Linked DNA regions of Anas platyrhynchos: all the other regions are linked to region 1. A link is a contact called in public Hi-C data. All regions are on one chromosome and are shown on one strand. Each heading gives the region's core, a stretch centred on a gene start, on an enhancer-like site or on the middle of the called end of the contact. The rest is flanking DNA. Distances are from core to core; before and after follow the strand shown. Region 1 overlaps DPF3 (double PHD fingers 3). Region 2 holds the start of DPF3 (double PHD fingers 3). Region 3 overlaps DPF3 (double PHD fingers 3).

Region 1 (4,854 bases), core at 1,188-3,687:
TTGTTCTGCAGTTAAACATTAGGTGTCTGTGTGGGGCACAGATACGGCAGTTTAAGATCCCTTGAGAAGTACAGAGATGACAACCATAGAACATATAAAATACACTTGGCAAAATTCTAATTTAAATATATAATAGTTTCATTATGCCTAGGTCTTGGACTCAGGGCTTCGAGCTGTTCTCAACAGCTAGCTACTGTCTGCCATGCTTGTACTGGCTTAATATGAGAGTAGCTGATTTTTATATAGGAGTCTGTTGAGTTGGGTATATGTTATACAATATATGCAAGCAGTACAATTCTATAACATCAAATTAGGGTTAAACCTTATTTTTATTGTGTTTTACTTTTGCTAATTTCTTAGAAGTACTTTTAGTAAAACTGCCACTGCAACAGCACAGAAGGGGATCTTAGCTCCAAGATTTTTCCAATCCAGCAGTTAGTGGGATCAATACAAGAGGGTTTCAATGCTTGCTTGGGCTTCTGGAGTGGCTTATTATACAGATAAGTTGTATCCAGAAGTTCAAGACTTCTACATCATTTTGGGGATAGCAAAACAAAAATCCTAGGGCTATGTAAGTTACAGCTAGTCAGCAGCTGGTCAGTAAGCAGAATCAAACTATTGTCTTGCTAGCAACTTAAGGGTGTAGTAAATCATTTAGCAATAATACAGCATTCATAGCTGTAACCCACTTTTGCAGTGTTGGTACCTTGCAGCTGTAGGTAGTATGTGGTGCAGCTCAGTGCCTGAGAGTTTCATATTTGGTAATACCAAAAGTTAATGAAGAAAATATCTCAACATTTTCTGTTTCCAAGAGATTGTGTTCCAAGACAGAATCATTTTTTTTGTAAGATGCAAGTGCGCTATAATATTTTTCTTGGGGTCAGTTGCTGCCTGCTTCTTAATAGAACATGCTGCTTTTACTGTCTTGGTCTGTTGCTCTTATTTGTGAAGTGTTCCATTTTAAGCATAGTTACAGCTAAAGTTGTAAAGATCAGAACAGTGGAATGGAGGTTGCTGATGCAGCCTTTAGACGTCCATTTTCCTCTGCCCCTGTACTCCGAGTTAAGTGCATGGATTGCCCTAGTAAAGTTTTTTGATCAAGGGTCTAGCAGTTTTCATGTTAGCACTATTTCTAAGCATCCTCCATCCCATTCCAATAGATATGAGGTAGAAATAAAGTATCACCCAAGCTTACTTATGATAACTGCCTCAGACAATTCAGTCAATATTATTACCAGACCTTTAGGAATTACACTAAGTATTCCTGACATTTAATTTCACATGGACTGGTCTTCATCTTTCAGTGGTACATTCATATCATCACAACTAAACATTATGCCTCAAGAGCAGCCAAGTTTTCATCAGTGTAATGGATATGATCTGTTACATGAATCATTGTAGTGTAGCAGCCAAGACTCCTATGAACAGTGGTATAGATCTGAAGCAAATTCCCAGTTGTGGGCAATATATTGATATCTTGGTCATACTATGATTTTCTAGGTAGATTGTTAAAGTTATCAGGTGTTGATACTTCCGTGATATTCATGAAACTGGACTTCTGCCTTGTTCTGTTCAACTAAGTATGGGCAAGCCTGCCTCCCTGCAAAACTGGGCAGTGGTATTTGCATGGGGTCTCACTGTGGAACAATGGAAGGACTGGAAGCCGGTCATGTTTCCACACTCACTCCTTATCTGGCTGTTTTCCTTCTAACCAGTAAGAGGAAGAGCAGAGCAGAGCTCCCGTGCATGGGAGGTCTGTGAGTCTGGGCATGGGTGTGAGAGAGAGTTGGGCTGGACTGCGGAGCTTTTTATTCTACAGGAAAGTGAGAAGGAAAATTTTCCCCAACTCTCCTACCAGCACCTTGAATTGCAGGTGCCACAAAGGCAAGCAGTAAGGTTTTGGTCTTCAGTAATATCAGAGCAGCTGGAAAGATGAGGGTTAGAAATGGAAGAGAGATTACATCCTGATTACACACAAGTACCTTGGAAATCTTAATTGCTCCCTGTGCAATATGCTTGGTGGTTTTGTGGTACTGGGTGATAGCATGTTTCTGCGTTGGGTCAGACATCAATATTGTGAAAGTGGTATTACCTACAGTAAACCCTGCTGACAATCAGGTATTACAGAAGCTTTGCAACTATGTGGATGAGAACAGATAGGATGTCTATGGCCAAAAACTCTGGTGGAATTTAAATTGGTAGTGTCCCACTTCAAATTTACAAGATGGCTAAATATAGATACGTACATAAAATACACACAGAGCTTTCAAGTATTTCACGTGCTATGTAAGTGTGAAGAATATGACTGGAAAGTTCTTGTCTCAGTTCACTGCTGTCCTTTGATTTTGAACTGAAAGGCAACAGCGAGGTCTCAGAGCTGGCGGCCTTCCCACCCATTTTGTGGGTGTGGAGTACAGTTTGTGTGTGCTGCCACTCTGGTGAGAATGAGCTGTGCTAGAGTTTGTTCTGTTACTTATCTCTGGGCAGTCTAGTGTTCAGCTGACTACAGAAATGGCTTTTGTTTTGTTTTGTTACCAGCTTTGAAGCGGTAAAAATAAACAAAAGTATTATTTTTCATTTGCTGTGATGGACCATGGTAGTATTGTTCAAGGCAAGTGCCAATATCAGATTTTTAGATGGCCCTTAAACAGTGCCTGATCTGTCTGTAATCTGACATATGGAACAGACCACTGTGATTGTGATTGTGAACAAATGAATGGAGTCCTTACAGATAAGCTATTATCTCTCCAAAGCATCTTGACTTACCTTGTAGAGACTGTGTCTGATTGCACAAAGTGCGGTGTTTATCCTGGGAAGTGCTGAGTGCCCCCAGCTCTTGTGGATGATGTTCAGCATATCCATGGAAATCAGTGTTCTTTAAGATGGGGCACTTCACCAAGATAAACTTAAGATGAAATTAAAAAGCAAAGGACAGAATTAGCATTAGTATCACTTATATGATAGCATCTAGAGACTCAAGTTAGACCACTATCCCGGGGATCATTGTGATCATTGTGAAGTCTCCTTCTACTATCTGCTATAGTCTTGTGTTGTAGCATATATTACAGCCCAAATATATAAAATATATAAAGGAATTCCTCCTGTTCCAAAACAGATAAACCAGTGACAAAGTAAATTACCTGTATGAAGATCTGATCAGAGACTTGTGGTAGAGCTGGAAATTGAACCCAAGAACACAAAGAACTCAGTTCTCCCGAGTTCCATATTATTTTTTCTTTCCCTGGCTGATATGTCTATTGTCACTCAAAGATATTAGACCCTAAAAATAATTCAAAACACTAATTTCACGAGAATTTCTTTTTAGCATTTTTGTCAAACAGGCCTATTAATATTGTCTAGTTTCACTTTTGATTTCAGCCATTTTGTACAAAATCACATGTTGTTTCTTGTTCAGTACTACAAGACAGCAGTGTTGTTTCTCTATGTGCTCTGTATGGAAATACACATTTTTTTTTTCTTAACAAAAAATTTTGCTCTACTGTTTAACATATATTTAAACTTCTCTGTGATTAAGGGAAAAATTGGTTCCTATCGTCACAGGAACCTGTGCCAATGGTACCTCTTTGATATCTAAGAAGACTGTTTTAGGATCAAAACCAGCAGGATAACTCTGGTGCCAAACAAGAGTACTTCTGTAAAGTTTAGATGAATTGGATAAGATATTCCTGAAGGGTCTATAATAGCAATATATCAGTTGTTCAGGCTTTGCACAGGCTTCAGCATATCTGAATAACCAAAGATATTTCTGTGAAGAACTGAATCATTATTTTTAATTATTATTATTTTTTATTTTCCATGGCTTTTATAAGCATTTGCTGTGATGAAACCTAAATTTGGGGCAGATGTGACATGAACAGCCAGCAGATAGGAGGAACTTCTATTGTCTGATGACTTGGTCTAGATTCCTCGTGTAAGACAGTTTCATTGCTGATACCAGCTTGTGTGTCCTTTGCTGTCTTCCTGCCAAAGTCTTGGAATTAAAATGTTTTTGAAAATCTGTTTTTTATTCAAATACTTCTGCTTTCTTAAGTACTTTGGGTTTTAAAATAGCACTGCCCATCTTTTATAATATATTCTATAGTACTTTAAAATTTAGTTTATTTAGGATTTTCTTTTTCCTTCTCACATAGTTATTCCTGACTCCACCTGCTAGATGTTTAGTTGTGGGAGGACTGGAAATGGGCTCTGCCTATAACTGCTTCTGTATTCAGGCATCTGCACATGCAGATGGTGCTTCAAGGCCAGCAGAGGGAGCATTGAATAGTGTGCTTTTTTTTTTTTTTTTTTTTTTTTTTTGCAAGGGCAGGGCCTGACTCCGGTTCACGTAGCTGAAGTAAGTCAGGAGTTACCTCTGCAGAAATGAATGGAGCTCTGTAGGTGTAAAATTAGGGGAGGAGAAGGACTGAGCCTACTGCATGAGTCAACGTTTAAGAAACATTCTTCTGTAGCAGGAATAGGCTATTTTTAACTCTTCATTTTTTAGAAACGGGATTGTATTTTTGGTAGGTGGTGCCAAAGCAACAGTTGTGTGCTGTATTTAGGTCACGTGTTAGGCAAATATAAGGTGAAATATCAAATAACCTTACAAAGTGTGGACAATGATGACCTTCATATTTGAAGAAGCTGCATAACCCATGTAAAAGAATTTTACAGAGCAATTCCCACATGTATTTTGGTACAAATGGAGCAGATCTCATTTTCATCTACTCCCATCAGTCTTTATTTTTTGTACCTCATGTAGAAGAAAACAAAAAGTACTTACCATTTTGTAGCAGGGATGGTGGATAAAGTTCAGTTCTCAATTGATGTGTTACAGTGCACATCTGCACAACG
Region 2 (4,854 bases), core at 1,707-4,206, 98 kb before region 1:
CCTAACAGGCTCACAAACTCTTAAGCACAAGAGTGATACACACACAAAAAAAAAATCACTTTATGCTCTGGCTTTGTCTGTTGCTAAGAGGTTGCAGAGTCAGTGGTGTTTCAGGACTCTCCTGCTGTGGAGCTATGCATGTTCCCACAGGCCTAGCTTTTCCTAGGGATGTTTAATGAGTCAGAAAACCAGAATGCAAACGGAACATCATCTTTTATAGCATTGCTACTGCATCAAGTCTGGTTTTGCCAGTTGACTCCCTAATAACGAATGCACAGATGATTTAACCAGACAGTATTTCTTACAGATTATAAACACACTGAAGGCATAGAGATGAGTTTGTATTTTTCCAAAGTGGTGGATAGTTGTGTCTTTTAGAAGACTGAATAATTTGATCTACATTACTTTTTTATATGCTGTCCTTTTATTTTTATTGAAAGATATATAACATCTTCATCACAGATAAGAAAAAAGTTCATATGCTTCCCAAACCAAGATTTCTGGAGAGAAAAACAAAATTCTATTATTGTCAGTTTATAATAGCTTGGCTAAGCACACAAGCTTTCATACAAAAGATGGAGTTCTGGGCCTGAAAGTGTTTTATTCCTGCTCTCCAGATTTTCACTTACTACATCTTTTTAGATCACCTTTTCAGATACTAATTTTCTCTACGAACTTTATTGTTTATATCCATCCTTTAACACCATACTATTAACACAGCTGCTACCACATTTTTTTTCATAAGATCAGCGTACAGACACTGATTTTCTTACCTGGTACTACAGAGTTCTGCGTCAAACTGGATGAAGAAGGATTTCCACTGCTGCTGGGGTCTGCATTCACTGAGGTTTGTGGTTCCTCCTGTTCAGACCTAAAAAAAATAATAGCATTGCCTTCAAGACAGGCCCACAATTGCCCTACACATCTTTTCCGCAAAGCCTCTTTAAAGCAGCTTGTTAGTCACATTAATAGAGTGCAATTTTGCAGGTCTGTGATAAGCACACTGTGTGTATCACTGTATGCCAACCAATGAAAAAGGAACAGTACAAACACTCAGCTTTAAAACCTCTCAAGAACACAAGAGATAACAGTATCTTAAAGTCCGAATTACTTGCTAAAACATTAGAGGTGGTTGCTGCTTCTTTATGTGTAGTTAACTCTGCAGCAAAAGATTAGTTCTGGGCACATTACCATACCCTCTGTTTCAAAGAAAAGCACGTCCTTGAAAGTAGGATAACGCTTTAGAGCATGAAGTGAAAGAAATGGCATGGATAAAAAAAATGACATCAGGTCAGAAGTATTTTGCTATTGTCTTCATGACAGGAAGCTCATGAAGGAGCTTCAGAAGCATGCAAACCAAGGAAAAAATTCAGGAAAACTCTAGGAAAGAAAAAAAATGTAATCAGTGTCACAGTGAAGTAGTAACTGCAGCTTTCTTCTTTGAGAAGCCATTTAAACAGGCACAGTCAGTACTGAGGGGTGAAATTCCACTGGGATGTTTTCTGAATCGCCCCTACGATTCTCACTTTTTGAGACAGGTCATCTTAAAAGCATTAGGCCAAAATGTTTTTCATGAGTCATAATTTACTGAAACAAAATAACAAGGCAATTCTGGTTTTAATACCAGCTCTGTTGCTGTTCAGTTATACAAGTTTGCAATTGTTAAAGAATGTAACTGATATATTGGGCGGGGAACCACTGAATTCTAGCACTTGGGTCTAAAGCTTATTAGTGAAATACTTTATTCTATATTTGTGAGTTAGGGGCCATTTGCATTTCTAACGTTTTACACAGCTAGAATTAATGGGGCAACTCATACACGTGTGCATATCTTTCCCTGAAAATCCTTTTTACAAGAAATGCTTGTAGTATTAAAGGCCTGGCCTGCTTTACTCCTGTAAGAGACCAATGACAGAACACAGCAGAGAACGAGAGCCATCCACATAGCCCTAACACAGGTAAGCAGAGGTTCTAAACTTTAAAACGTCTTTTTCTGAAAGCATCGGCTCTCAAGGCAACACAACTCCTAAGACCTCGTCCCAGTTTCCTGACCTATGTGCGGCACTATCGCCCCAATACTTCACGTGTCTTTAAACTTCCAGGGCGATTTAAGGCTCGTTTTTACCCCGGCGGTCCCTGAGGCGCGAGCTGGATGGCAGGGAAGTGCTTACCCACGGTTCTCTTCTCCCTGAGCCCCCTGCGTGCTGCTGACGGGCTGTGGGGGAGATGAGACCCCCCGCAGCCCCCTCCCAGCGGGGGCACGTTTGCAGGCCCGGAGGGGGCCCCCCCAGCTCCCACACAGCCCCCGGCCCGGCCCCCCCACCCCCGCGCCCCCACTCGCCTGTCGGGGCGGTGTCCGGGCCGCCTGCGCCCGCGGGGCCGCTGCCTGTGCCCGCGGCCGCTCCAGCCCCACTTCTCCTCGCCTCTCCAGCGGCCTCCCCGCATGGCTGCCTGCGGAGACAACGGACACACACGCGTGGGGGTGCCCGCCGTGCCAGCCCGCCTCCGCACCGGGGCTTTCGGCGGTGGGAGCCCCAGCGGAGCGCCTCGCCCCGGGGCCGGGGCCGGGGCCGGGGCCGGCCCGGAGCCGCACGCCCTGACGCGGGGCCGCAGCCCCCCCCCGCCGCCCCTCACCGCTTCCACACAGGCGCCCCGCCCACCCCGGTGGACGCTCGCTGATTGGTTCTCGGCGGGCCCTGCCGCCTGACAGGCAGCTCCCTCAACAAATAGGAGGGCAGCGCTCCGCCTGCCTCGCTGCCTGCATCTCGAGGAGGGGCGGGAGGGAAATGGCGGCCGGCGGGAGGCGCGCGCGGCTCTGAGGGGGCTCTGAGGGGGCTCTGAGGGGGCTCTGAGGGGGCTCTGAGGGGGCTCTGAGGGGGCTCTGAGGGGGCTCTGAGGGGGCTCTGAGGGGGCTCTGAGGGGGCTCTGAGGGGCTGGGCGCCGCAGCAGCCCCTTTCCTCAGCTCTGGGAGGCTTGGCTCTGAGGGGACGTCCCAGCTGGAACGGTTGCACTTTACTTTTACATAGCAAGCTTGCTATGGTGCTTGACGTGAGAGTAACTTTGGTGAGGTAATCAAGGAGTAATGACTTCAAACTAAATACGGGCAATCTGAGGCTAGGCTCTGTGAGGAAATGCTTTACTCAGAGAGCAACGAGGCCCTGGCACAGGCTGCCCGGAGAAGCTGTGGGTGCCCCATCCCTGGAGGTGCTCAAGGCCAGGCTGGATGGGGCTTTGGGCAGCCTGGTGTGGTGGGAGGTGTCCCTGACCATGGCAGGAGCATTGGATTTATGTCATCTTTAAGGCCCCTTCCAACCCAAACCATTCTGTGGGTCTTAAATCCTCTCTCTCTCACTCGGCCTGTGTTTTAAGTTCAAAATGCATAGAAATAGAAGTGGCCAGTGAAAATATACCTTTAGGGGTAGGAACAGTCAGGGAACTCCTTTGTAGCTCGTGCAGCTTGTGAACTCTGTTTATTTGCCTCTTTAAAAGGCAGAGGACCAGTGTGGTCTGGCTCTAAGGCATTTTTCATCGATTAGGCCTGTTTTTCAAGGTGGTTTAGCAATACCGGCTTTTCAGCTTCCACAAGGTGATTCTGAACTTGCACACATTAACTGGAGGGTAGAGTAAAAGGCCCAGAGAAAGCTGCATGAACAGGAGCTGTTAAGCCATTAATCCTGCGAATGCCGTAGACTGGATCCAGAATGACAGGTTCGAAGGTATTGATACTTGATCATCTGAAATTTGATGATATGCCTGTGGCCAGGAGTCTAGGAAATACAGTTTTCCCTGGTGTTTCTGACTTGTACATAGTATTTCAGAACATCAAATGTTTTACAAGTAATGTTATACCTGTGTTGTTTTTTTTTTTTTTTGTTTTTTGTTTTTTTTTGCTAGCCTTATTTCAGCTTTTTAATTTCTGATGCCAGCGAGCAGTGTTAAAGGTTTTGTGACCAATGCGCTGTTTGTAAGCTGCGGGTTTGACTCCACCAAGATAGAATTACCTTCGGGGAGAAGTATGATAAATGATCTGTTTTCTCACTTGTATTGCAAGCTTATTATAGAAGCTTGTACTTGTAAATAGGCTGGAAGAGAATTCAGAGGTCACTGGGTTGCCCTGTGTGTGTATGTATGCAAATAAAATATATAAAACAAATAAAAGACCCCCTTCCACACATACGCTTACCACCCCTCCATTGTTCCTTAGCAATTGTTTGTTTAATCTGTTTTAAGAACAGATTAACAGAAACAGCCTTTTGGTTCACTGTGTTCTGGTTATTTTGTTGTATCGCCCACTGAAAGATTTTTCAGATGTTACCTGAGTGCTTATTGCTGCAATTTAAAATCATTGCTGCTTTTCCTTCTGCCTTTCATGGATGTAGAAAACATTTTTTTCCCTCTTGTCTGCAACCATATTACATATCTGAAAATTGCTTATGGTGTCCCACTTGAGTCTTTCTCTAGATTAAATGCTGGCTAAAGAATGCCAGTTCACTCAGGTATTATGGATGACGATTCCCAGCTCCAGTCATTCTTGCTTCCTCTTTTGGACCCTTTCCACAGGGAACACAACTTCCCTTGAGTCATGTTCCCCCAAAGGCTTTCCTAGTGCTGGCTGTGTTGCAGCCTGTACTCACGTAGAGAGCTCTGCGATGTTTTATAGTGGCCCAACTTTCACAAAGCTTAACGATCAAAAAGTAGGGGAAAGTTTCAGTTTGAGAAGCACAGCACAAGCGGTTATTTTCAGTCTGACTTTGTGCAGTTGGCTGTGCTGGGGCTGTTGCTACTGAATGCTGCTCTTCTTCAGCCAGGTCTTGCTCTGCAGCATGCAGGCTGACCTCAAGTTCTGTCCCCCAT
Region 3 (4,854 bases), core at 1,550-4,049, 80 kb before region 1:
TGTGTTAGAAGGAGGTGGCCTTGACAGCAAAGCTGTTCCACCCTTGGAACACCTTGGGGTGTTAACACACCCCACCTCCCAAAACCCAAACAACAACAAAACAACCCCCCCAGCAACCAGCACTCCACCCTGGGTGAAGCTGTTCCTGTGTAAGGGATTTGACCACTGCAGCTCTCTCTGTTCAAGTGTATCAGCAAAATTCTGAAGGAGAGAATTCTGGCCCGAGAGCCTGTTTGGATTAGGGAAATGTATGTCAAATTAGCTTCACAACTGCAAGTTATTGAGGAGACTTGGGGGAGCAAGTAAATCAGGACTGGCTGTACTGTGACTTAGGCTGCAATTACTTTAATAAATTCCCAAGATCTATTCTGTGTTACACCAGTACCTTGTGTCCACTGAGATTTCCAGGAGTCTGCCAACTTTAAAGTTAGGCTTGTCCAAACCTGGTATTTTAGGCAGGTCAGTCAGTACTTTTTTGTTGTTCCTCTCCTCTACCAAAGTAAAGCTGGATGGGAAATGGAAAAACAATTGCATGACACTTTTAAAGCTGTTTCTATTTCGCAAGTTTTAAAAGATAACAAAACCCGAAGTATTTTATTTCCCCCTTACTTGTGCTTTCTTCTGGCATTTGGCCAATCAGCGCAATGAAATGAACTAGTGCCTTCTTATCCCCTCACTAATTCCAGTCTGCAGTTTACATGGATTTTATTCTTTCCACCTCGACCAACCCTTCAGGTTTTATTTTTCTCATTCTGAACTTTTACAAAGTGAAAGATATTTTAAGTTATAGATTGGCAAGATTAATCTTTTTGTACCCAATTTGTTTTGAAAGTAATGGAACAAAACAGAATGAAAGGAAAAAAAAAAGTGGCATGGTATTTTTTCCATATTTATATGGAAGATGAACTGAAAGCATTAAAGATTTTATTAATTAAGATACTGAAAATAAATGTTTGACAGATGTTAACTAAAAATATTAGCAGGTGGGAAATTTTCTGGGTAAGTTTAATTTTAATGTAGTTGAAATAGATTGGTTTTATTATAAACTGTATAAGTAGTCTGTGTGCTACAAAAGTAACCTGTTTTAATGTATTTATGATAACATCTGTTCCCTTGGCCCTATAAAATCTGAAATACATCTTATAAAAAAAAGAAGTTTGGATACTGAAAGAAAAGTTGTTGTTATTCTCAAGCTGTGTCTGCACAGCTCGCTTCTGCCTCCAGTTTAAATGAATAAAAATACCAATCTCCACAGTGGAGTCACCAGATAGTCAGTGAAATATTCATTCCTTTCTTCGAGGTGGTCCCATTAGTAATGAAGGTGAAGCTGTTCAGATCAAGAGCAAAATTCAAAGTTAACACTCTTTGAATGAATGTGGCAGTTTGTTTTTTCTCCGAGTTGTTAATTTTCTCAGGTAGAACGCTATCACTATTCATTATGCTCAATCCAAATGTTAAACCTGTCTTAGAATCATAAGAATTACGGTGTGTGCTCAGTGCTTATTAGAGATAAGATGGAGCAGCAAGGTAATACATTCTGTTTTCTACTCCTGGGCAAGAGGAGGTCATCATGTTACTGTGCTCTTTGGCCTCAGCTGAAATCTGTTTCAATTAAAAAAAAAAAAAAAAAAGTGGTTAAAACTGTATGAAGTCAGACCCTCCTGATTCCATCCACAGTGGTGATGTGTAACTTGTTTGGAGGGTCAAATCAGACTTTATGTACTTTACTCCTTTACTCAGGTCACTTAGGTAAGATTCATCCGTGTTACCAGACGGGTACCAGACCTGTAGCATCTGGTCCAACTGACTCGGCAACAGTTTGGGCTGTGGGACAGCCTGCACCTGCCCTGATGTGTACCATTGGCTACCTCCGAGATTCAAGGCACCTTATAAACTGCTTTTAGCCCTGCACCAGGAATAGGTGGAGGCAGGAGGCATAACATTATCTCAGATGAATTAGAGGACCATCTCCATGTCCCACTAATGGATGTAGATGTAGAAATTCTTTTCCCTGCCTTTTAATGGAGGGGAGTGAAAAGGACACTGAAATGGTTCACATCTCTTTTATTTTCCCTAGCTAGCTATTCATTTAAGGAATTACAAGGAAGACAAACCTGTGAGCATGGATATTAAATCTTGCGCTTTAGGAGATAAAGATATGCATTCTTCAGGAGATAAAGATATGCATTTTCCTTCAGAGTCAGTTTGTTCTTTAGCTTGTTTTAGGCAGTTGGGGGAAACTAAAGAACAATCCATAATAACATAAAAGGATTTTCTAACCACCCTAAATAGATTTTCAGCACTCTGTCAGAGCGGAAACTAAAACTTGGAGCCTCAAACAAATTCCATTTCCCCAAACTTTTGAAAACTTCAGAACAAGACCTTAGTGTACTTATCTAGCAGCAGAGACTCATCTTTAGTGTGAAAAATACACTTCTTTTGTCACTTATTTCATTTAAAAATAAAGAGGCTTGAGCCCATATCTTGGCAATATGTAATCCAGGAGTAATATGATAGAAAACTGAATAGTGAATACAAAATGAAAACCTTGGGTAGTCAGAATCAGGCCCGGAATGAAGTGAGTCTGAAGGCATCTGAAAACTGTTGCTGTAGCTGTAGAGGGGAGTTTTGCTTTTAGGAAAGGAGGAAGAGGGGAAAAAAAGAAATTGAGGTCACCTTTTAAGAATGTGATTCCCAAAGTTACAAAGAATGAATCATTGGCGCCAATTTTTACGCTGTGTAGCTCCCTGGTTATCTTTGTTATGCTGACTGTGTAAGATTTTTGGTGATGTGTCTGTAGAGAGCTGGTGTTGAGTCTGTAACATTGACACTCTGATATTGTTCCCTCCCCTTTCAGCTAACTCAACTATTGGTAAAGATCAAAGAAAAGGAGGAGGAGGGCTGACAAGAAACAGTGTATGAGAGATGCCTGCAAAGCTTTAAATAAATAAAAAGGGGTTAAGACTTCAAATCTGTTGCAGGATATCTGTGAAAGTGGGGCCCTGTTTTGCTGTAACAAATTAAAGCTTCTTTCACAGAGCATGCTGACCACTTTTATCTGTATGAATCTGGTCCTTTGAGTATTAATGTATTTGGACAAAACACAGTTGTATATTACTGGACATATCTGGAAATATTAAAGCTGAAAAAAGCATGTGGCTTCTGGTAGACTACCAACTGTTTCTTTTATGTTTCCCTCCACAGCAAAATTAGATCAGTGGCTTTCAGTGTTGCTGTCTAGTTTGTTTCACTTTCCAATTCACAAGAGTTGTGGAATGTGTAAGCAAGAACCTAACCTTCCCTCGCTCCAGAAAAGCACAACTCTACGATAAAACTTAACGAGATAAAAGGAAAAACAGGAGACAATAAGCAGAAGGTAAAAACTCTTTCACAGGGAAAGGTCCTTAGCCAAAATAGAGCTTTGCAGGGTGAGCAGGAATATTTTTGACCCCTCACAGAAAGTATCAATGTAGTTGCATTATGTAAATAACAGAAGTGTGGATCAGGATGGTAACAATATGATGTATGCGACATGACACTTCCAATACAGTGGAAAGAAAGGACACTGTTTTTCTTCTACTTGGGTAGAGATCAGCTGCAGTTGTGTTTGCAGGGCCTGGGGTGAGGATGTGGATTCTATCTTCTAAAGCCCTGTTCACTCCAGCCCCGTAGGGGCAGAATGCTTAGGCTTTGTGTTGATGCCTCAGATTTTACTGCAATAGTTTTATGTCAAATCCTGCCTTCCTTTTATACTAAAAAAAAATAAAAAATGTTGACAGTCCAAACAGTTGGCAACCATTTATTAAAAATATGCCCACCTAACATTTTTAGGGTAGACTTATATTCTTGCAGCTTACTTCTAATGTTCTGAGTAGGTTTGAGTACAACTATCAGCAGCTGAGTGAGAAAGTAAGTTCCTAAACTTGGAACTTAGTGTAACTGAGTGTGTTTCAGATGTGTGGGGCTTGAATTGCTGCTTAGGTGTGGTGTAAATCCACATTAACGGTATTTATTAGTGATTTATGGTAACCTAAAACCAGAATAAAAATCATAAATGATCAGTTGATGCTGGAGTGGTGTGTGTATGTGGATATGGAGCTCTCTGTGGTATGACTTAAATGTTTTATTAACATGAGTTTGTGATGGTCCCCTTACTTTCAGATGGTGAATCCACGAATAAGTTATGTAGGGCATTACCAAGGAAATGCCACTCGTGCTCCGTGCCTCTTTTACGGCTCGACCAGTAATCCAAACGCTGTGGAATTCTCCGGGAAGCACGCTGAAGGAAAACCAGGTATGAGCAGCGCCGCATGTCTTCGTTCTCACGGGTGAGACTTCCCACTGTGCTGATAAGGCAGCTCTGGCCTTGGGCTTTTGGGAGATTTCTCTGAGCGAGGCAGTTCTGATAAATTCTCCTGGCCGGTAACACGGGATCAGGCTGGGAAAAAGGCTCATCAACCCTCCAGGCTCACCTGTGGCAGATACCGCTGCTTGTTGGGGTTGCTGCTAGCGGATAAAGGCCCAACATGTGAATAACAGGGGCAGCGAGGGAAGTACGCGTGTTTGCCAAGATGGGATCAAGCCTCTCTCCCCGCAAAGCTGCAAGATCCCCTTGCCTGCTGAGCAGGAATGGGCCTATACACCCAGCCCAACAGGATCAGAGGCTTGTTAAACTTCTAAAACTGACCTCAAACTTTTTTTTTTTTTGATTCTGTGAGAGCGTCACCATTTTGCATCGGAGCGTCTCGGGGCTTTCTAGAGCACAACTGAACTGAACAGAGCTGTGCTGCCTTCTCCCAGCAGCACAGCTCTGCAGCAGGGCAGCGAGTCCCACCAGGAACCCTCCCCATAGCG

The links. Hi-C and Micro-C count contacts between places; a contact is called where the count stands out from the background.
Region 2: a Hi-C map of liver shows a contact between it and region 1, with 2.6 times the contacts expected there. The contact joins the promoter of DPF3 here to the enhancer-like site in region 1. A contact is called at or near these places in 3 of 8 Hi-C or Micro-C datasets (liver, skeletal muscle and subcutaneous adipose tissue).
Region 3: a Hi-C map of small yellow follicle shows a contact between it and region 1, with 2.0 times the contacts expected there. The contact joins two enhancer-like sites. A contact is called at or near these places in 3 of 8 Hi-C or Micro-C datasets (skeletal muscle and small yellow follicle).

The regions. Positions count from the first base shown.
Region 1 is chr5:35,514,799-35,519,652 of IASCAAS_PekinDuck_T2T, forward strand. The region is part of intron 6 of DPF3 (double PHD fingers 3); the gene reads left to right. Among named protein-coding and RNA genes, the nearest start is that of DPF3, 98 kb to the left of the region's middle. Within about 2 kb of position 2,438, at least 3 of the 8 cell types and tissues checked have an H3K27ac peak or open chromatin away from gene starts, as enhancers often do. A contact at or near this core is called in small yellow follicle, where this site is marked.
Region 2 is chr5:35,416,041-35,420,894 of IASCAAS_PekinDuck_T2T, forward strand. DPF3 (double PHD fingers 3) reads left to right here and starts at 2,957. Exons shown (of 16, transcript XM_072038823.1): 1 at 2,957-3,716. DCAF4 (DDB1 and CUL4 associated factor 4) reads right to left here and starts at 2,647. Exons shown (of 13, transcript XM_027457634.3): 1 at 2,342-2,647; 2 at 774-871. The coding sequence starts at 2,445.
Region 3 is chr5:35,434,167-35,439,020 of IASCAAS_PekinDuck_T2T, forward strand. It overlaps DPF3 (double PHD fingers 3), which reads left to right. Exons shown (of 16, transcript XM_072038823.1): 4 at 4,162-4,294. Among named protein-coding and RNA genes, the nearest start is that of DPF3, 18 kb to the left of the region's middle. Within about 2 kb of position 2,800, at least 3 of the 8 cell types and tissues checked have an H3K27ac peak or open chromatin away from gene starts, as enhancers often do. A contact at or near this core is called in small yellow follicle, where this site is marked.